Regions from separate parts of the Sus scrofa genome. Here region 2 is linked to region 1. A link is a contact called in public HiChIP or PLAC-seq data. All regions are on one chromosome and are shown on one strand. Each heading gives the region's core, a stretch centred on a gene start, on an enhancer-like site or on the middle of the called end of the contact. The rest is flanking DNA. Distances are from core to core; before and after follow the strand shown.

Region 1 (7,116 bases), core at 3,177-5,676:
CCAAACATCATTTTTTAAATTGAAGAATGGTTAATAGTTAATATACAATGTTGTGTTAGTTTCAGGTGTACAGCAAAGTGATTTAGTTATATATATATATCCCTTTCCAGATTCTTTTCCACTATAGGTTATTATAACATATTAAATATAGTTTCCTGTGCTACACAGCAAGTCTTGCTGTTTATCTATTTGTTTATGGTTTTTTTTTTTTTTTTTGACTTTTTGCCTTTTCTGGGGCTGCTTCCGCAGCATATGGAGGTTTCCAGGCTAGGGGTCTAATCAGAGCTGTAACCACCAGCCTACGCCAAAGCCACAGCAACGCGGGATCCGAGCCACATTTGTGACCTACACCACAGCTCAGGGCAACGCCAGATCCTTAACCCACTGAGCGAGGCCAGGAACCGAACCCACGACCTCATGGTTCCTAGTCGGATTCTTTAACCACTGCACCACGACGGGAACTCCTGTTTATGTATTTTTTAAGACCGCTGATGGTAAGCATCAAATCACTATGGGATATGAGTCTTATTCAATATATTTAAAAGGGTAATATAGTAGTTTAATATTAAGATGTAAATGTTTATAAAATAGAAATTATATCCATCCTCTTCAACTATTACGTTTTAAACTAATGAAGAGGAATATTAGATATCACCTTAAAAATGTACATATTCTTTTAGGGCTAGAGGGGCAAAATTTTTGAAGATTGTACTAACTGTGAAGGACCCCTGGCTAGAAAGGCAGAATGAAGCCTGATTAGAGACATTGTTAGAAGGCAGGTGGTGTTTAGGCCAATCCCTAAGCCTCAGTTTCCCCATCTGTAAATGGGGTCCATCCCAGGATTTTGAACAGTCTACAGTGGGACACAGGAGGTGTGAGATAGTGAATCCAAACCCACATTGGGACTGGCATGAGAAGCTATCAGTCCTAAGGGACATTAATAGAGGGCAGGAGAAGATATTATGTAGTCATTTAAATCCAGGGTTAGAAAAGGACTCCTTTGTCCTTACCAGCATCCTGGACTAAGGAAAGGATGGCCAATCTCTGCTGCCCTCAGAGACACCCATAAACTCTGGGGGCCAGCAGAAAGTGCAGCCACTGGCCCCAGGTGACCCCCCTATGGGTTTGGGAGGTGGGGCAACTGGCTGGAATGTAAGAGGCCTGTTGCAAACAGTTGCCAGGATATACCAGCCTCTTCCTAAAGCCCAATGCCTGCCAAGGCCAAAGAGGTGCCAGCTGAAATTTGCCTCTCTGGCCTTTGCCATGGGTGAGATGAGGGAGGAAGGGAAGTCGGAAGCCAATTTCAAGAGGTTACAGAGGCTTCCACCTGCTGGCTGGCTCTCGCAATGGCTGTGGATGAGATGGAACTTAATGCAGAGCAGATCTGTTCCATGCTGTAAGTTATCTTTCAGTTACATTGTAATTGGGCATCGAGCAGGTTTTGGTAGCTGAGTTCTCTGGCTGGTCTAGAAGGGGTGCAGGGGCTTGGCAGGGACAAAATTTTGCCCTTATGAGCTGTGCCTGTGGGCAAAGCTAGTCAAAATGAAGATTTGGGAAAGCTGTAGCAGCCTGTTTTTGACTCAAATAACAGAAGCCGATTTAAGTAAAAAAGAAGGATAGATAGATAGCTCTTCTTTTTTTTGGGGGGGGGGTCTTTTGAGGGCCGCTCCCACGGCATGTGGAAGTTCCCAGGCTAGGGGTCTAATCAGAGCTGTAGCCACTGGCCTACGCCAGAGACACAGCAATGCAGGATCCGAGCCATGTCTTCGACCTACACCACAGCTCACGGCAATGCGGGATCCTTAACCCACTGAGCAAGGCCAGGGATCAAACTTGCAACCTCATGGTTCCTAGTCGGATTCATTAACCACTGCATCACGACGGGAACTCCAGATAGATAGCTCTTTTTAACATGAAAATGAAATGAGGTTAAAAAATGCATTAATGGGAGTTCCCGTCGTGGCGCAGTGGTTAACGAATCCAACTAGGAACCATGTGGTTTCGGGTTCGGTCCCTGCCCTTGCTCAGTGGGTTAATGATCCGGCGTTGCGGTGAGCTGTGGTGTAGGTTGCAGACGCGGCTCGGATCCTGCGTTGCTGTGGCTCTGGTGTAGGCCGGTGGCCACGGCTCCGATTGGACCCCTAGCCTGGGAACCTCCATATGCCTCGGGAGCGGCCCAAGAAATAGCAAAAAGACCAAAAAAAAAAAAAAATGCATTAATGCATTTAATGGTGCTCCTAGAATTTCTTGAAGGGAAGTAACTGTCTTTATTAGGGGAAATAAGACTTTAGAGGAAGAAAGTGAGATCTTCAGGGCATGAGTGTTGACAGGAACCCTAGCGATGAAGATAGATGAACATATATGGTTAGGGAGTTCTCTCTGTGGTACAAAAGGATTGGTGGCATCTCTGCAGTGCCAGGATGCAGGTTCAATATCCAGCCCAGCACAGTGGGTTAAAAGGATCCAGTGTTGGAGTTCCCATCATGGCTCAGCAGTAACCTGACTACTATCCACAAGGACACAGGTTTGATCCCTGGCCTTGCTCAGTGGGTTAAGGATCTGGTGTTGCCAGCTCCGATTCGACTCCTTGCCTGGGAATTTCCATTAGCCATGGGTACAGCCCTAAAAAAAAAAAAAAAAAAAAAAAAATCCAGTGTTGTCATAGCTGCATGTAGGTTGCAGCTGTGGCTTGGATCTAATCCCTGACCTGGGAACTCCATATGCCTCAGGGCAGCCAAAGAGGAAAAAAAAAAAAAAAAAAAGATAAATGGTTAGAATGCCTCTTCCTGAATGGGAAGCTGGAAGAATTTGGGTTTTTTTTCTCCAGAGAGGATGGGATAGAGGAGAGAAGGATGGGGCAGGGAGAAGAGGTAATAATTTGGGAAAAGGCCAGGCCCTAAGGGGTAAAGAGCCAGTCATAAAACCTCAAAGGAGGGTACAGAAAGAACTTTAAAAGAATGTCAGGAGTGTGAGTTTAAACTGTTTGCAGGAGTTCCCTTCATGGCTCAGCGGTTAACAAGCCCGACTAGGATCCAAGAGGATGCAGGTTCAATCCCTGGCCTTGTTCAGTGGGTTAAGGATCCAGCATTGCTGTGGCGCAGGCCAGCAGCTGTAGCTCTGATTTGACCCCTCACCTAAGAACTTCCATATGCCGCAGGTGTGGCCCTAAAAAACAAAAAACAAACAAATAAAAATAAACTTTGCAGTGCATCATATGACTATGCCCCAGGGCTGGGGGCATCCTAAACTCTCTACCCATGAATGTTTTGTGTGGGAAGAGGTGTGGGCAGTTCTCGGGAAGGGCTAAGTTTCATTTGGACATTTCTGAACCGTGTGACTGCAACAGCCTGGCAGAAGCTGGAGCCCCGGAGACAGAGAGATTTAGAATTGAAAGCTGCCAGAAATTTGCAGAAATCTTAGGGAAGGCTTTGGCTTCTACAAACCATTACTTCAATATCAAAGGCAAGGAGGTTAACATCTGAATGACAAAAGTAGTGTACATTCATTTCAAAAAGTAGAGAAGAAAAAAAAGAAGCAGGCATTCCTTTGCGGAGCGGTGGGTTAGGGATCCGGTGTTGTCACTGCAGCAGCCTGGGTCACTTGCTGTGGATTGGGTTCCATCCCTGGCCGGGTTGCATGCTGCAGGTGCAACCAAAAAAACCCTTCCCCAAAACCAAACCAAAACAAAAGACCATCGTTAAGAAGCAAGAATAGCGAGTCTCCCTTGTGGCTAAGTGGAAACGAACACGACTAGTATCCAGGAGGATGTGAATTCGATCCCGGCATCTCCGATTTGATCCACAGCCTGGGAACTTCGCATGCTGTACCTGCCACCCCACCCCGCCAAATCGAGGACATAATTTTCTACAACAGTATGGAGGATGTTCCCCATTTAGGCGAGCAAGCATATTAAATAAATAGGAAGACAGGTAAGAAGTCCAGAACCATACATTTCTAGTTGCAGAAGCCTCATGAGGGAGCGAAGCCCTTTTGTGAAAATTATAGGCAGCACAGTTTCCTCCAGGAGAATCTGGATACCCAATTTGGATATCCAGGTTCTAGCCTCAGCATTGCTTCTCACTGCAAGTCACGTAGCTTCTCTGGGATTGTTTCTTCACTGGAAGGATGAGGAGATGGTACGAGATAATCTCTAAATTCCCTTCCAGCTTTAAATTCCCTTTTGTGATATTTGCCACACCTGTTTTACTAGCCTTGGAGCTTCCTCCCCGGCTCCTCCCCCAGCAGCCGCGCCACTGGCTCGCACCAGAGGGCGCTCTAAGCGGACCCAGGGCAGCGTGCGGTGGGCGGAGTGGTGATTCAGGGGAGTCTCCAGAAGCTCGGTAATTGGCCGCGGTCCGGACGGAAGGGGGCGTGGGGAAAGGGGAGGGGACGAGCTGCGCGATGACGTCGACTGGCGGGGGCGGGGCTGGACCGCGCAGCGTGTGACGCCACGGCCGCCGCGGAGCTGGGATTAATGGGAAAAGTTTTGGCAGGGGCCGGAGGACCCTGCGGAGCCTGCCGGACGGTGGCGGTGGCGCGGGGGGCAGCCAAGTCAGGTCAGTCTGGATCCGGGGAAGTGGATAGGCAAGCAGCGGAGGGAAGCAGCAGGCCTGAGCTGAGGCGGGCAACGGGGCTGGAGCGCAAGGCCCGGCGGGCTGTGGGGTAGGGGAGCCGCAGGGGTCCTTGGACCCAGCTACAGCTGCTTCCTGTTGCCTCCGGCCCCCCGCCGGTCCACGGTCGTTAGTTGCTCTGCAGGCGCCCCGCTCTGCTGACCCGGTGCCCCCAGGCTTTGGACGCCCATCCCTGTTTAAGCCTGAACCGCGGGCCTCCCCCCAGTCCTCCCCCCCGCACCCCGCACTCTGTGTCCCCTCTTTGGGCCTCTTACTCCGTCTCCTCCCACTTCTGTGTTCTGAGAGCTGGGTCTCAGGTTGGAGGTCCTCTCCCACTCCCCACCCTTGCCTCCAGGCTCTTCCTTCATCCCTTACCTGGTACCCAAATCAGTCGCCCTCTCTACCCAGGGTGTCCTCGGAGATCATCTCTGACCCCTCGTTATCCTGCCTTTGTCGTCCCATCCTTGCTCTCTCAGTCTGCTCTCTTTTCCCATCCTTATCCTTTCCTTACCTGGTGTTAAGCTCCCCGTCGTCTTCTTCGCGGTATTAGGCTTTTTCAGCCGGTGTCTGCAATCCCAGTCAACCTACGCCCCTCCTACCCAGGTTGCCCCCAGAGGCCCTGTTTTTGCTTCATTCTCTGATTTCCTTCCAGTTAGCCCTGTCCCCTGCATTCCTGACACCCGTCTCCCTTCCCTCCCAGTTCTTTGCCTCTGCTTCTGGGAGAAGCATTAGTTCCAAATACAACTTTGCTTTCCTTTGACCTGCAGTTGAGAGAGTCATGGTTTGGGGGCGGGGGTGTTCAGCCCGCGATTGAAGTAAGAGACTGAATGTCAGCGGTAAATAGCAGGTATGTCTGTGTGGGAGAATTTACTGGGGCGTTGCATCAAGGATCATGTCCAATTTGTAGACCATTCTTCTAATCTCAGCTCTAGTACTTCCCCTTTATGGGTCTGTTGACTTCCAGGAACCCTTGAGGAGAGACTGGCCGCTGAATTGGACCTGTGCCAGGGGTAGCTGGAGGCCTTATCCAACCCTTTTCCCCTTCCAGGAAGCAGGGCTTTGTGGCTTTACACTCTGGATGTACTGTATACATTTAAGTCATGATACCCCAGCCTGTCTCTGCCCTCACTCCCACCCTCCACCCTGTACCCCATCCCAAGAGCTAAAAGAAGTCTCCAGAAGCTATGCCCCAGAGAATGCCTGTGGTCTTCAACCTTTTTCCTCTGTACTGGCTCCAGAACATTTTTTTTTTTTTTTTTTCCTGTTTGAGTTTTGAAATAGATTGCCAGCCTGATGGCCCTGGGGCTGGCAGCTATTTGTCCCTTTTATTGTTGGTGGTTCAGACTACCTGCTGACTTTTCCTTCTTGCCCATCTCTTACCCACTGAATGTGTCGGGGCTTCTAATGTCAGTCCCTGAGCAGGTGCTCTTGAAGGTTCTCCTCCCTCCGTTTTTCCTTGGGAGCTTGATAGCCTGTCACTCCAAGCAGGAGACTGCCACTAAAGTTGTGTTCCCTTTGCCCAGGCGTAGCATAGGGTGTCAGGTCAATATCTGTCTGGGCAGGTTGTGGGGCTGCATTAGTTGGACATGTCAGGAATTTGAGTTGCCTCCAGTCACAGAGATGGTCCTCTCTGGGGCTAGAAAAACCCACCACCTTCGTGGTGCATCTGGATGTTTAACCTTCTTGGGGGGCCGAAAGCTTGAACTCCTTTATTTGATGTTGGTCCCCTGGAGAGATCTTCAGGAAATAACGTGTGCTCTGTTTCTGCCCAGTCCTGATCTTGGAGGATTCGGAAAGCATGACCCACTCTCACGTTTGCAAGTGAAGGCCGGTTGTTTCCCCGGCTCTGGGTTTCTAGGTCTCCTCTTTTGAGGATCATGCTCTGTGTCTTTGAGCCAGAACTGGACTCAGAATTGGCAGCCTTCAGGAGCTGTGGTCGAGAGCCAACTGAACTGGCCAGGCCAGACTTGAAAGTTTTGGAATCCTCTTGTGTGCAGACCCTTTTCTGTGAAAGGAAGGGGCTCGTGGATGGCTGAGCCAGCCCCCTCTGCACTGACCCTTGGGGTCCTCTGCTCAGCAGCACTTGGGGGGGGGGATTTGGGCAGAATGGACCAAAAGGGTTCCCCCGTTCCAATGGAAAACATCCCTCTGGGGCTTTAATGAGTCATTCTGATGAAGTCGGGCTTGTGTGTTTGGTGGTAATGTTGTCCAGCCTTTGGCTCCTTGGGACTTTACTTACCTGACTCTTTTGGGCAGTTTGCTGCTCTGTCTGGGACCCCTGGGTAGAGCCCTCCCCCGAGGTGGCAGGTGAGAAGGGCTTGAGAGGCAGTCAGGCCTGGTCCTTGGGGAGCAGCTTGGGCACCAGCAGCCCTGGCTGGATAGCTTCTTGCAGTTTGTCCACCTGGTCGTCACCTGTGTGGGTCGTCATCATTATCGATTACCATTCGGTGACCTGTGCAGAGCTGGCTGGGGTCAGCCTGCCTCTCTTTTTCAAAGGTGTGAACAG
Region 2 (7,116 bases), core at 1,238-3,737, 360 kb after region 1:
ACCAGGCCCCAGCACCGGCCGTCCCTGGGCCGCGCCTGGCCAGACCCAAGAACGCGTTCGGAGGCTGCGGCGGCGACGGGGAGGCTGCGCGCCGAGCGCAAGCCGCGAGCACAAACAGGGCGAGGAGGCTGGTGTGAGCGCCTGGGCCCGGTGCCAGCGCGCTGGAACACAATGTCCCGAGCGGGCGGGCGAGCGGGGAGCGAGAACAGCCTGACTCAGCAGCTGGGTAAGTGGGTGTGCTCGCTCACCAGATCAACCGCTCTTGCAGCCTGCGGTCAGCGACGACCCGACTCTCTGAGGCTCCCTCGAGCGGGAGGGGCGAGCACACGGGCCCCGCTCCCCAGCTCCCGCCCAGTGTGTCGCTCGGGACCTCCACGTGGCCGCTTTGCGCATCCCTCTGCCTTCTCGCCCTTCCATGAACGTGGCTCGGAGCGCCCCGCCAGAGTGGAGCAGGCTCTGCCCACGTGGGAGGGTCACGCTCCCCAACCCACCTGCAGGTGTGGCCTGCCATGCAGCTGCCGGGTCCATGCTGTCCCATCCCCCCCACCACTCTGGGAGGTCCCTGCAGGTCTGGGTGTGGGGGATGTAACTCTTGGGTGGAGGCAGAAATTTGTTTTAGGGCAGTGGGGAGCAGAGGAAGATGTTGGGAGAAATGGGATTTAGAGCAAGATCTTCCCCATCTCTGCTCCCAGCTGACCCAGAGTTCAAAGTCTCTTCCTGTCCCCTCCCCTCAAAACCACTAGGCCCCTGAAGATTTCCTCAGAGGGAAGGAGAGGCAGGTGGGGAGGTGCTTTGAAGCCTGAGACCCTGCTTTTCTGCCTTACCCACCCTCCCACCCAAAGCCACAACAAAGACCTACGAATTCTGCCACCCAGCCACAAAGCTTCTCCTTCCTCCTCTGGGTCTGCTGTCCCCTGTGGTCTGGTGTGGATGGATGACAGTCCCAGGACGGGGAGCTCAGATGTCAGTCCAGAGCAGGACTCTTCCTAGGGGGTGGGGACCTGTCCCATGCCCCAGCCTCCTGGAGTGTCTGCAAGGTGCCCCAGGGGACACGCTGTGCTGGGAGTGTGCCAGGGCAGGCAGGAAAGGCCCTGGCAGTCAACACAGCCCTGGGCTCCAGGGCCTTCCAAGGTGGGGCTGGGGGAAGGATCCCAGGCTGCTGAAGTGCCTCACTTGGGCCTCAGCCCCCCTCCCGGGCATCTCTGGCACCCTCTGGAGCCAAAGTTGAGGAGGTGGGTGCCAACCGTCTTCCCACATATACAGGCATACTTCCCACACACGTGCTCACCCAGCCAACGTTCACCAAATCCCTTAGTGAGGAGGTACATTCACTGTCGCCGACACCAGCCTTCTACCTGGTGTGTAACATCTGGCCACCGTATCTATCCCAGGGCAGTGATGGTTCTGAAGCTGTTTGCACACCCACAGTAAGAGGGTCACTCTCACAAGGCAGCCCACTGCCCTTTAGGACTTCCTTCTGTCCAAGGCCAGTCGCCTACAGGACACCTGCCCTCACATGGCCTGGAAGTGACTAACCTCACCTTCAAATCCCTCATACCAGCTCCTCCCCCCTTTCCCACCGTGACCCTCCCCCTCCCCAAACTCCCCATGAAGGCGGATTCATTCATAACTCTTTTCCCTCCTTCACTATCCTAGGTCTGACCTATTACCAGATTCTTCCTTTTCTTGCTTTTATTGCAAGATACATTGTTACTTTCCTCACCAACCTCACAGATGCCATCTTTGGCCCAAATTTCCACAGTTGCTGCCACACTATCCTTTCTGACCCAGGTTCTTCCTTCCTCCTACACACCCTGCTGGAATAATCTTTCTCAAACACTGTTTATTGTGTATGTTATCAACTGCAGACTCTTCAGCCAAGCACACTGGGTACATCCACTGCTAACTCATATGTTCCCTATGAAGGGACCCAGACTCATTCATGAGGTACGCAGACTACAGAGTCCCGCACAGGACCTGGTGTGTAGGAGGAGGGCAGCGAACGTTGCTCACGTGAGCACACCATTCGGGTGCACCCCTTTCTCATCCTCCTGGCTTGGGCTCCCCATTCCTATTAAGCTTATTGGCTTCTCGATGTTCACGCAGGCCCTGTTGTTTTGAGGAGCCACAGTTTTTTTTAAGTTCCCAGAATCTTCCGAGAGGGGTGGTGAAGAGAGAAGCAGACATCCAAATTAACCTCCGGGGTTGTGCCAAATACCAACTGCAAAGACCTTGAGTGCAGAGGAGAATGAGTGTAGCTGCCTGCCGGGAGCCTTTGCGCCAGCAAGAAACAGACAATCCATCAAGGAGGGTGGAAGGCAGAATAGAGAGGGCGTACAACCAGTGGCTTTGGGTTTGCAGAGGGACCTTGCCATCGGAGATTCCAGCCTGCCTAGCTCTGGGCCCCTCATTGATGCCCCCTGATTGTGCTCTTTCTTGGCACCGCATCACACACACACACACCCCAGTGCTCCTGGCCCCATCACCACCTCATAACCCAGCTTAAAGGCTCTGATAATCTCCACCCCACTTTGATCATTTTGTCATCAACTTCCCTCTGCGCCTTATGAGCTGCCTTCAGTCTTATCTATATTTTATTGCTTCTTAATATCCTGTAGTCTTTTCAACTCCAAAGATTAGAAGCTTCTTCATGGCAGGGACCGTGTTATTTATTTATTTATTTAACATCATCTATTTATTTCGAGAGGGCAGCCTGAGATAGGGCACTTGGATTTTGGAAGCCACAGAGATTTGGGTCTGGATCCTGGCTCCAATACTTAGCTGTTTGGCCTTGGGTGAGTGTCTTAACCTTTCTGAGCCAGTTTCTTCATCTGTAAAAGATGCTAGAGCTACTTTCCTTGCAGAATGAGGGGCAAAGATTACAGAGACTACGAAGTGTCCATTGCATAATGAGCAGACAGTAGTTCGTCTTCTCTGCCATGTGGGAGCCGTCCTTGAATTGGGGGACAAGCTTCTTTGACTACCTTTCCCTCCGTACTGGGATGCTTCCAAGCCAGTAACGGGACACTGTTAACAATTACACTGGTTTCACAGACGTAACCCGGGACGCAAGGCCACCCTACCCTAACTCACAATAACCGGTGAGGGCAGGGTTCAGATCCAACGCCGCCGAAACCCAGTGCCTACACATGGCGCCAAGCGTAGTTAAATTCAGGGAAAGTCTGTCGAGTGAAGAAACGAACAGAACCTGCCCTTCCTTCAGTTTCTCAGAGCACCAGCGAGTGAAGAAGCAAAGAATGAAAAAGCTGCCCACGCCGCCTTCCCACCCCCACCCGGGTCCCAGTGTCTCCAGCAGCCTCCTTCCCTAGCCCTCTTCCCCGCCCCTGGTTGTCTTGGAAACAAGTGACGTATATGCAAGGGGCGTGACCTCTTGCCATCCTCTCCCGGAGACCTAGGCCCCTTCTTATCCCAACCTCGGATGAAGCCAAACTCGGATGAGGCTGAGGTTGGAGTCCTCCATGGTGCTGCCCCACGCCGGACTTGGAGCTAACTCCGCTCCCTGGCCGCCTGCCTTGGGCACCCAGATTACCCGATGCCGGCACCCAACCCCTCCAGTCCGCCCGGCACCGGTGAGCTGGCGGGGGTCCGAAGAAAGACGACCTCAGTCCCCAGGATCCCTCTTCACCCCTTCATCCAAGATGGGCCAGTGGATCCCAAGAACTGAGGCCCAGCGCCCAGCCCAGGCCCGTTTCTTCCCCGGCAGCCCTCAGGCGTGCTCCGCGTCGGAGGTGTGGGCGGGAAGGGTGGGACCCCTGGGCGCGCCCCGCGCCGCGGAGCGCGGGGGAGAAGGAGTTAAACAAGGTGCCGGCGCCCGACGCGGCGGGAGTGGGGGATGGGAGCGAAGGGAAAGTGAGAGCGGGGGCGGGGGGGGGGGACCGGAGCGAAAGAACATCCTGTGCCCGCTGCCGGATGCGCGGGGGGGGGGGGTGGTTAGTCCGGGGAGGGAGGGCAAGATGGGGGGAGGCCCGGGGCGGGGAAAGCCGCGGCCTCCGCCCAGCACTAGGTCCTCCGCTTGTGGGGGCGTCGCCTCCTTCACTCCCCGGGCTTACGCAGCGTTTCTCCCGGTCCCCACCCTTTCACCGGAGTAACGAGCTACCTACCGAGAGGCTCCCGAATTTGGCCCTGGCCCGGGGTAAGCACGAGCTGAGGAAGACACTGTCTCGGAGCGTGTGGGATCCACGTCAGGCACCGGCTGCCCCGCCAGACTTTCATCTCTCCGCTTTCTGGCTTTCTGCTGGGGCGGCTCGCACGTGTGCAGCGTCCCCTGGTCACCGAGAGTCACAGCGCACATTCTCTCACTAAGTTTGGACCGCGCACTTCCGGGTGGTAGGCAGGTATTAATAGACCCGTTTTCCGGAGGAGGAAGCTGAGACTCAGATTATGGAGTTCGCCCAAATCCAAGCCCATCGTACTCCAGCGGGCTTTTTTCCTTGGAGTAGAGAGTAGGCTAATTTTCCCTTAGTTTCTAGTGCCCGCAGGCGCGGGGCCCCTCCGGGGTCACACTCCGTGGTAGCCTGCTTGCACGGTTAGCTACTCTAACTAGACTGAAACGCCCATTATCAGAGTCCTGATAGATTGAGGAGATGGTCTTAGGCTTTCACAGGAGGAATAAAGCAGCTCAGGGGAATGGGCTCCTGGTGTAGGTATTTGATGTGTGTGCCGGGGGGGGGGGGGGGTTTCAAAGAGGGTTCCAGACTTTTTCGAAGCAATTAAATGGGCTACAGGAGTTGAGATTAATTAGCCAGGGTGGCAGGGGTAGTGATTGAATGGAAGGGGCTGAATAATGTACCTTTAGGGGCTCACAGAGCCCCACCATCTGTGCCCACTGCCTTCCCACACCCAACATTTTTGCCCAGGGGAAACCTGCTTGAAATAGTAGTTATAACAGTCACATTGGGTGAGCTGTGTGTGCTGGGCACTGTTCCAAGCACTTAACCTCTCAACTCCAAGAAGTAGGTGGTTATTATTCCTATTTTACAGGTAGGGAAAATGAGGCACAGAGGTAAGTCAGTGGCTGAGCTGGTTTTGAACCCTGGCAGTCTGGGTTGAACCCACACTCTCATTCACTAAATAAACCTTCACCTAACATGATAGGAACATCAGCCTAAAAGCTAGAAACCTGGTACACGTGGCAGAGAGGTGTGTGTAGGGCAGCCTGTGTCCTTTTGTCTTGGGGAGGACAGGTAAAAACTTGGGGTTCACTGTATGTATATGGAATCTCAGACTTCTCTCTAGCCAATATTTCGAAGGTTTGGATTTGACAAAACAAAAACAAAAACCAAGTTCTTACAAAGAGTTGCAGCCTTAATTTATGGCTCCCTAAGAATGTCCATTATCATTTTTACCACCATCATTTCACAAAAGCAAGCACATGCTAATTCTCCTCAAAATAAAACAGACATCGTCTGAATCAGAAGCCGTTAATCCCAAGCAAGGACAGTCATTGATTTTCCCCCCAACAAATACACAGTACTTTTTTTTTTTTTTTTTTTTTTATCATCGTGCTGTGGACTAGCAAAAATGTCATACTGGTGATTCCTCTGCTTCTGATCCTTCAGAATCATTTGAGGGCAGAACCAAAAGAAATGGGCTTAGGTGTAGCAGGAAGGAGTCAGGTTAGAGCCAAGAAAGAACTCTCCTTCTTGGGAGATCTTTAAAGAGCAGTAAATACTGCATTTGCTTAGAGTGGGAGGGTTGCAGGATCAACTCCACGGACTGGCAGACTGGTGAGGCCAGTCATGCCAGGTCCCCGCTTAGAGAAGGACAGGAACTTTGGGCTGAAGGACCCATCCTTAGATCTACCGTGGTGGCCTCAGAATCTAAAATAGTCCCATCAGGCAGCCATCTCCTACCTGAAGTTCCTAGAGCTGGATAGGTGATTGTGGGGCAGTAGGGAGGCCTCGGGGGGTTCTGGCATCCTTTGCTGCAGGGAGTCCGTGGCCTGTAAGCCTTGTAGTTGCCCAACCTTGAGATGGAAGAAAGAGCCCAGGGACGGCAACAGAGACATTCATGGTGGCACAACAGACACAGGGTTAATGTAATGATGCCTTTCTTCAGTTGGGAGCTGGGTTAATTACTTTAGTAGTCCTCAGGTGAGGCAGGTATAAAACAGGTGAAGTCTGTAAATCCCTTTCCAATCCTGTTCCTTGAACCACCTGGGACTTACCTGCCAGTCCCAAGGCTGTTTTATAATGTGTTCCCTAGGCGTAAATCCTGTGGTGAGGGCAGGAGTTATTGTCCTGGGAGTTCCTGCCGTGGCACAGCAGAAACGAATCCGATGAGGAACCATGAGGTTGTGGGTTCGATCCCTGGCCTTGCTCAGTGGGTTAAGGATCCAGCGTTGCCGTGAGCTGTGGTGTAGGTCACAGACGCGGCTCAGATCCTGCGTTGTTGTGGCTGTGGCATAGGCTGGCAGCTGCAGCTCCAATTCGACCCCTAGCCTGGTAACTTGCATATGCTGTGGGTGTGGCCCTGAAAAAAAGAAGACTGTTGTCCGGATCTATAAGAGTTGGCAATGGTCCTTCGGTGGTAACAGTTGATCTTGGATTGTGTTGACTAATTGCCTCTGGGTTAACATGGCCTAGGCACTGGGACAGTTGCTCCTGGGATGTTGTTATAGTTCGTAGGGCTTGAGTTTGCCACTGGTCCACATGTTGAGAGAGCAGCTTTCCATCTCAGTTGTTAAGTAGCCCATTCATTCTTTCCATTAGCCCAGCAGCAGTGGGGTCATAAGGCGGGTGGAAATGCCAGTGTGTGTGCCATTTTTATCGGCCCATTTTTGAACTTCATGGCTGGTCAACTGGATTCCTTTATGTCACACACTGCTGTTCTAGGCCTCAAATAGTGGGGTGTTTTTTTTTTGTTGTTTTCTTGTTGCATTGTTAGGTGACTTGGGTAGTAATATCTTCCGTCTATTGTAACACATTTTGGACTGCATATAGCTGTTGTTCATCATGCTATATATCGTTGCCCTGCCCCCTTCCATAGCTGGGACCAGAAGCCCAGCATTGCTCTTATTTTGTTGTTGCCATACGCCCCATTCAAACCCTTCCAGTTAACTGGCCACATCCAGTTGGCAAACCTGTACTTGCATTA

The links. HiChIP or PLAC-seq counts read pairs in DNA pulled down with a chosen protein or histone mark.
Region 2: a contact with region 1 is called in an H3K27ac HiChIP or PLAC-seq map of alveolar macrophages. The contact joins the promoter of ARMC12 here to the promoter of PPARD in region 1. A contact is called at or near these places in 1 of 47 Hi-C or Micro-C datasets (liver) and 2 of 2 datasets of contacts at active chromatin or transcription factors (alveolar macrophages and skeletal muscle).

The regions. Positions count from the first base shown.
Region 1 is chr7:31,218,116-31,225,231 of Sscrofa11.1, forward strand. It overlaps PPARD (peroxisome proliferator activated receptor delta), which reads left to right and starts at 4,427. Exons shown (of 8, transcript NM_214152.2): 1 at 4,427-4,556.
Region 2 is chr7:31,581,057-31,588,172 of Sscrofa11.1, forward strand. It overlaps ARMC12 (armadillo repeat-containing protein 12), which reads left to right and starts at 2,488. Exons shown (of 7, transcript XM_021098632.1): 1 at 2,488-3,590. The coding sequence starts at 3,456. LOC100521322 (a long non-coding RNA gene) reads right to left here. Exons shown (of 3, transcript XR_001297829.2): 1 at 4,122-7,116.